Linked DNA regions of Sus scrofa: region 1 is linked to region 2. The links are chromatin contacts, called in public Hi-C maps. All regions are on one chromosome and are shown on one strand. Each heading gives the region's core, a stretch centred on a gene start, on an enhancer-like site or on the middle of the called end of the contact. The rest is flanking DNA. Distances are from core to core; before and after follow the strand shown. Region 1 has its middle 150 kb from the start of TGFB2. Region 2 holds the start of TGFB2 (transforming growth factor beta-2).

Region 1 (2,892 bases), core at 290-2,789, 150 kb after region 2:
GAGTAGCCTTTGCTTTCCTTCACCAGGAGCGTCAAGCTTTTGTACATTTCCATGCTCTGGGGATCTTTTTGAATAAATTTGCAAACTGCCAGTGCTCTAGTGTGTTTGCGAATTTGTTTTCTGCCTCCTTAAGCATCTTCCCCGACGTCTTTATGCATCAACATCAGCAAGGTCAGGCACCCGAAGCAGACCAGCCTAAGAGACGCTTCCCACTTAGAACCTCCCAGGGCAATGGCTCTCTGCTCTGTCACCATCAATTCTAGATCCTCCCCGGGGAGAGCTGAGTCAGGCTTCAGTTAGCTGTTTATTTACTTTTTAGGTCCCAATTCAATTCACTCTTTTCGGTTTTGTTCCCAAGAAGAAAAAATTTCAGGAATGGTTTCGAGAGCAGCTTTCTTTGGAATAGCCCCCAGGGTTCCTGCTCGGTTCAAAGAAACTAAAGCCCAGGTTTTTTTGCACATAGGAGGTGACTCGGATCCCTGGGTGAGCTGAAGATTATTTTCATATTTTCTTGCTCTGATCAGAGTGACCCAGAACAGGTAAGTGTCTGGAGCCTGTAGAAATGCTTCACTCATCAGAAGCATTTACCGTGGAGTTGGTGACTTCTAAAGAAAGACCTGTGTCATGCCTGGATGACATCTCAGACCCTTAGTGCCTGGTGTCCACACACTCCAGCTTCCTGAATAGAGAAGGGGAATGAGGTCTGAAGCCCGGGAAAGGATGCAAAGAGGCGGTTGACTTTTACACTCTGTTACTTACGAGTCCCACATTTCTCTTAAGGATTCAGAAAGGAAAGTGCCTCAAAAATAGAACAGTATGTTCCGTGTATATATATTTTTTGGCATTGACTGGCTTTATGATTTTTGGAATCACTGATGTCTCCTTAACTTTGGGGTACTTCCCTTTGTACCTGAAAGGCTGGGGAGCACAGCGAAGGGTCTGAGTTGGTGGAGGTGCCCCCAGTGGAAGGGAAGACGCTGAGGGCCAGGCGGCCCTGGGGTCAGCTGCTTTGGGGAGCTGGTGGGGGAGGCAGATGATATTTTCTGCTCTGGAGAAGCCTAGTTAGCGTTGGCTTTTGCAAACCTCACTCTGGGAGAGTGTGTGTGTGTGTGTGTGTGTGTGTGTGTGTTGGGGGAGGCAGGGGGTGGCCAACACAGGGGCCAAGGCAATGAGATTAAAGAGAGGTTTTGAAACAAGCCCCCAACCCCAGAATTTGTTAGCGCGCCCAAACAGCCACTCTCCCCTCTTTGGCAGAGTATCTGGGAGGCTCGGATGTCCTTTCTTGGAAGCTGGTAAAATTCTTTCACTGTGGTTGCAAAGGCCAGTGTCTGATCAGCTGCTGGTGGACAACGTCACTGCTTCTGTTGCTCTGGCTGGTGGCCTGGGGGTCTCCTGGTCACCAGCATCCTGGCCTGCTTGGCTGTGCCCTGTCCCTGCTGGGTCAGGCCCATCCCCACCTGGTCCTCAGTGGCACTGTGGCCTGTGGCAGGGAGGGGAGGCCCTCTTCTAACCCAGGATTCCAGACCTTGAAGTAATTCTGATCACAGCCTGTCTCAGTTTCTTGCAGCGCCCCCTAGTGTTAAGACACTTCATTTGATTGTCACCACTGTGCGCCTCTTGAAGTTCAAGTTCCTGCAGATGAGGGATCACCAAGGATTGTCTGATTTAGCAAATAAAGATAGAGGATGCCCGGTTAAAATATGAATTTCAGACGACCAAATGAAGAACGTTTCAGCACAAGTATGTTCCAAATGTCACACGGAACATACCTGCACTAGATGCAAATTTAACTCGGGTGTCCTGTATTTTACCTGATAACCCTGAAAGGATTCGCTCCAAATGAATTTCCACCTCCAGGCCCCTTATCACGCTTATGATGTAACTTGGCTAATAGATTAGGTGGAAAACAAAGAAACAGCTCCTTTTCTTAGGCCTATTAGCTGCCACAAGAGAGTGCATTTATAAGGGGCTTGCTCTGGGCACTGCAGAGATGGACCAGGGCTGAGTTAATGTGCTCGTAAAAGGTACGTTTTCCTTTAAGGATTGACATCCCCAGCGAACTCTATAGCATTACAGCCTGAATTTCCAAAAGCATGGACTTTGAGTTTGACCTACAAATAAAACTTTAGATTCTAAGCACTTTCTTTCTTGTTTTCTTTTTAATTATTATTTTGTCTTTTGAGGGCTGCACCCATGGCATATGGAGGTTCCCAGGCTAGGGGTCTCATCGGAGCTGTATCTGCCGGCCTACACAACAGCCACAGCAATGCCAGATCCAAGCCACATCTGCAACCTACACCACAGCTCATGGCAACGCTGGATCCTTAACCCACTGAGTGAAGCCAGGGATCAAATCCTCAACCTCATGGTTCCTCGTTGGATTTGTTAACCACTGAGCCACGATAGGAACTCCCCAGCACTTTGTTTGTTTGTTTGTTTCATCTTTTTAGGGCTGCAGATGCAGCTTATGGAAGTTCCCAAGCTAGGGTTGAATTGGAGCTGCAGCTGCTGGCCTACACCACAGCCACAGCAACTCAGGATCCAAGCTACGTCTGCAACCTACACAACAGCTCAAGGCAACACTGGATCCTTGACCCACTGAATGAGGCCAGGGATTGAACCCGAATCCTCATGGATCCTGGTTGGGTTCGTTTCCACGGAGCCACCACGGGAACTCCCTCTAACCACTTTTTATTCAGATCAAATGGGGGTAGAATATAATCATTTGGATATCTAAATTTTTGAAAATCTAAATATTTATGTACTGATGGGGTCAGACAGGATCATTTCATGGGAAACTCAGTCAAAGCCATCATTTCCCATTTTCCCTTTCTGATCTAAAAATATCACTTATTTTAGGGGAAGGAGACAATGTGTCTACATGGTAACAAG
Region 2 (2,767 bases), core at 12-2,511:
CCGGGGCTGTGGACTTTGAGAACATGATCCACCAAAAAGACAGCGGAGAGTGGGTGCCCTGTGTCAGGGCTGCCCCGGCGCCGGATCCACTGCTTGGTGCTCATTTGCAGAGAGACAGGGAGGAGGGAGAGAGCGTGCGTGAGCACAACAGGAGGTAAGACTTCCATTCTAGAGCAGGGGACTCCATCTGGGAGGCTGTGAGTGAGCCACACTCAGTAAAAATGGGAGGCTTGCTCGCTTGTCCTTCACCCGACGGGTCCAAAATGACTATATAAAGCAAATGCCATAAATCACCGCTGTCAGGGCGCACACTCCACCTCCTCCGTCCCTTCCCCGCAGCCGTCCTCGTTTCCACACCCCCTCAACGGTGCAGCGAGAGCTCGTGGTCTAAGTAAACGAGAGGACTTCTGACTGTAATCCTAGCACGTCACTTTGTTGAAGGCAAACACGTGGTTCAGGGAGAACTTATAAATCTGTCCTCCCAGGCAGGATCGTGATGTTATCTGCTGGCAGCAGAAGGTTTGCTCCGAGGGGAGCTCCAAGACGCTCCGAGGAGAGAGGGGGGAGAGAGAGAGAGAGAAAGAGAGAGAGAGAGAGGAGACGAGAGGAGAGGCAGAGAGAGAGAGAGAGAGAGGCAGGGATTCGGAGACCAAGAGAGAGGCAGCGAGAGATAGAGACGGAAGGAGGAGGCCTGGGGAGAAGAGGGATGGAGAACCACCTAGGATAACGGTCTAGGGAGGCTTCGGGGACCAACCGAGGGGCTGCCTGGCTGCAGAACGGAGCAAGGCGAGGACCTGCTGCCGGCCGCCAAGTGCCTCCCACCCTAAGCGGGAGAGTCCGAGTGGGCGAGAAGGCAGGCGAGGGTCGGGACGGGTGGGCTCCACGGGATCCCCTTGGCCACCCCCGTAGGCATAAAGCTGCCCGCTCGGCGCGTCCGCGGGGGGTGAAAGCGACGGCGGCGGCGGCCGATCGTCTGTTGCCGGGTTGGCGTTTGGAGCGAGAGGAGAAGGAGGAGCAGAAGGAGGGAGCTGGAGGCCGGCGCGTCCGCCAGCGGCGGCGGCAACGTGGAGTGACCGGGCGGGTCGGCGCGCAGCTCCGGGAGCAGGATCCTCGCCGCCTCCCTGCGCGGCCTCCTCCGCGGCCCCCGCCGGACCCCGCCGAGCGCCCCCGCCTCCCCGCCGCGGGCCGGGCTCGCCCCCCGCGCGCGCACTCGGGCGCGCGCTCACGCTCACACACACACACATACACACTCACACACGTGTGCGCTCCTCTGCTCCGGAGCTGCTGCGGCTCCTGCTCTCGGCGCCGCCGTGGAAGGCAGGGCCGCGCCGCTGCGTCCTCCGATCTATAAACTGGAGGCGGCCTCGGCGGCCCCCTGACAGCGCTCCCCGCGCCCCTCCCGCCGGCGCGCCCGCCGCCAGCCCCGGGGCCTTTTCATCTTCCCTTTTGGCCGGAGGAGCCGAGTTCAGATCCGCCACTCCGCACCCGAAACTGACACACTGAACTCCGTTGCCTCCTCCTAAATTTATTTCTGCCTAATAGCCACTCGTCTCTTTTTTTTCCCCCGGTCTCGTCGCTCCAAGAAAACTTTTGCTGACTCCCCCAAGTGAGGGTTCCCCCTGCCCATCGCATATTAATATTTCCACTTGGGCAACGACTCGCTTTTTCTTTTGAAAGGAATTCAGGCAAGATACCTTTTTCTTTCGGACATTGACTCTCGATTGTTTGCAAAAGTTTCGCATTAAAAAAAAAAATCTACCCGACCGGTACTTTGAGAGTTGTTGTTGGTTTTTTTTTTTTCTCTTGCATTTTTTTTTTTTTTACTTTTTAAAAAATTTTTTTTCCACCTTTAAAAAAAAAAATGCACTACTGTGTGCTGAGCGCTTTTCTACTCCTGCATCTGGTCACGGTCGCGCTCAGCCTGTCTACCTGCAGCACGCTCGACATGGACCAGTTCATGCGCAAGAGGATCGAGGCGATCCGCGGGCAGATCCTGAGCAAGCTGAAGCTCACCAGCCCCCCAGAAGACTACCCCGAACCCGAGGAGGTCCCCCCGGAGGTGATTTCCATCTACAACAGCACCAGGGACTTGCTCCAGGAGAAGGCGAGCCGGAGGGCGGCCGCCTGCGAGCGCGAGCGCAGCGACGAGGAATACTACGCCAAGGAGGTTTACAAAATCGACATGCCGCCCTTCTTCCCCTCGGAAAGTAAGTACTGCTCCTCGCTGCCGTTCCCCGGGGCTTAGCGCTGCCCGATGCTTCCAGAACCGCCGCCACTCCAGGGATCGCCCTGCCCTCTCCCGGTGCCCGCTCGCGCTTTCCCCTGCTCCCGTCCTCCGTCCCACCCGCCTCCTTGTCAGTCGTGTGCTTGAGGACGTTAGGCTTTCAAACGTGGACGTGCGACTTTATTTTCTCCATGTGTCCCTTCCCCCCACGCCCCGTCCTCTATAAGGCGGTATTATTCCCTTTTTCTCCTCCCTGGAGTTCTCGACTCGGCCACCAGCTCGGAGTCAGCCCTCCTCTGTCAAACCCGAGGCGCTCCCGGGGGCAGAGTTACACCGGGAAGCCTTGGTGGGTTTGTTTTCTTGGCTCCGATTGGCTTGGAGCCCGCCGATCTGGTGCCCGAAGGGTTAAAGAAAAAAGTGGCTCAAAACTAGCCTCTCCGGAAGGCGCCCCTTTCCGTGCCGACCTATCAGCTGATTCCCCGAGCCTTCTCCATTGTCTCTAACTCCCCGAAAAATGTCAGCATCGCCAAGACAAAACCCGAG

What was found. Hi-C and Micro-C count contacts between places; a contact is called where the count stands out from the background.
Region 1: a Hi-C map of omental adipose tissue shows a contact between it and region 2, with 1.8 times the contacts expected there. The contact joins the enhancer-like site here to the promoter of TGFB2 in region 2. A contact is called at or near these places in 1 of 5 promoter capture datasets (liver), 19 of 47 Hi-C or Micro-C datasets (adipose tissue, alveolar macrophages, brain and 10 more) and 1 of 2 datasets of contacts at active chromatin or transcription factors (skeletal muscle).

Annotation. Positions count from the first base shown.
Region 1 is chr10:8,453,207-8,456,098 of Sscrofa11.1, forward strand. No RefSeq gene overlaps it. Among named protein-coding and RNA genes, the nearest start is that of TGFB2, 150 kb to the left of the region's middle. Within about 2 kb of position 1,540, at least 5 of the 83 cell types and tissues checked have an H3K27ac peak or open chromatin away from gene starts, as enhancers often do. A contact at or near this core is called in adipose tissue, fetal skeletal muscle, omental adipose tissue and 1 more, where this site is marked.
Region 2 is chr10:8,304,929-8,307,695 of Sscrofa11.1, forward strand. TGFB2 (transforming growth factor beta-2) reads left to right here and starts at 1,262. Exons shown (of 7, transcript XM_021064294.1): 1 at 1,262-2,207. The coding sequence starts at 1,862.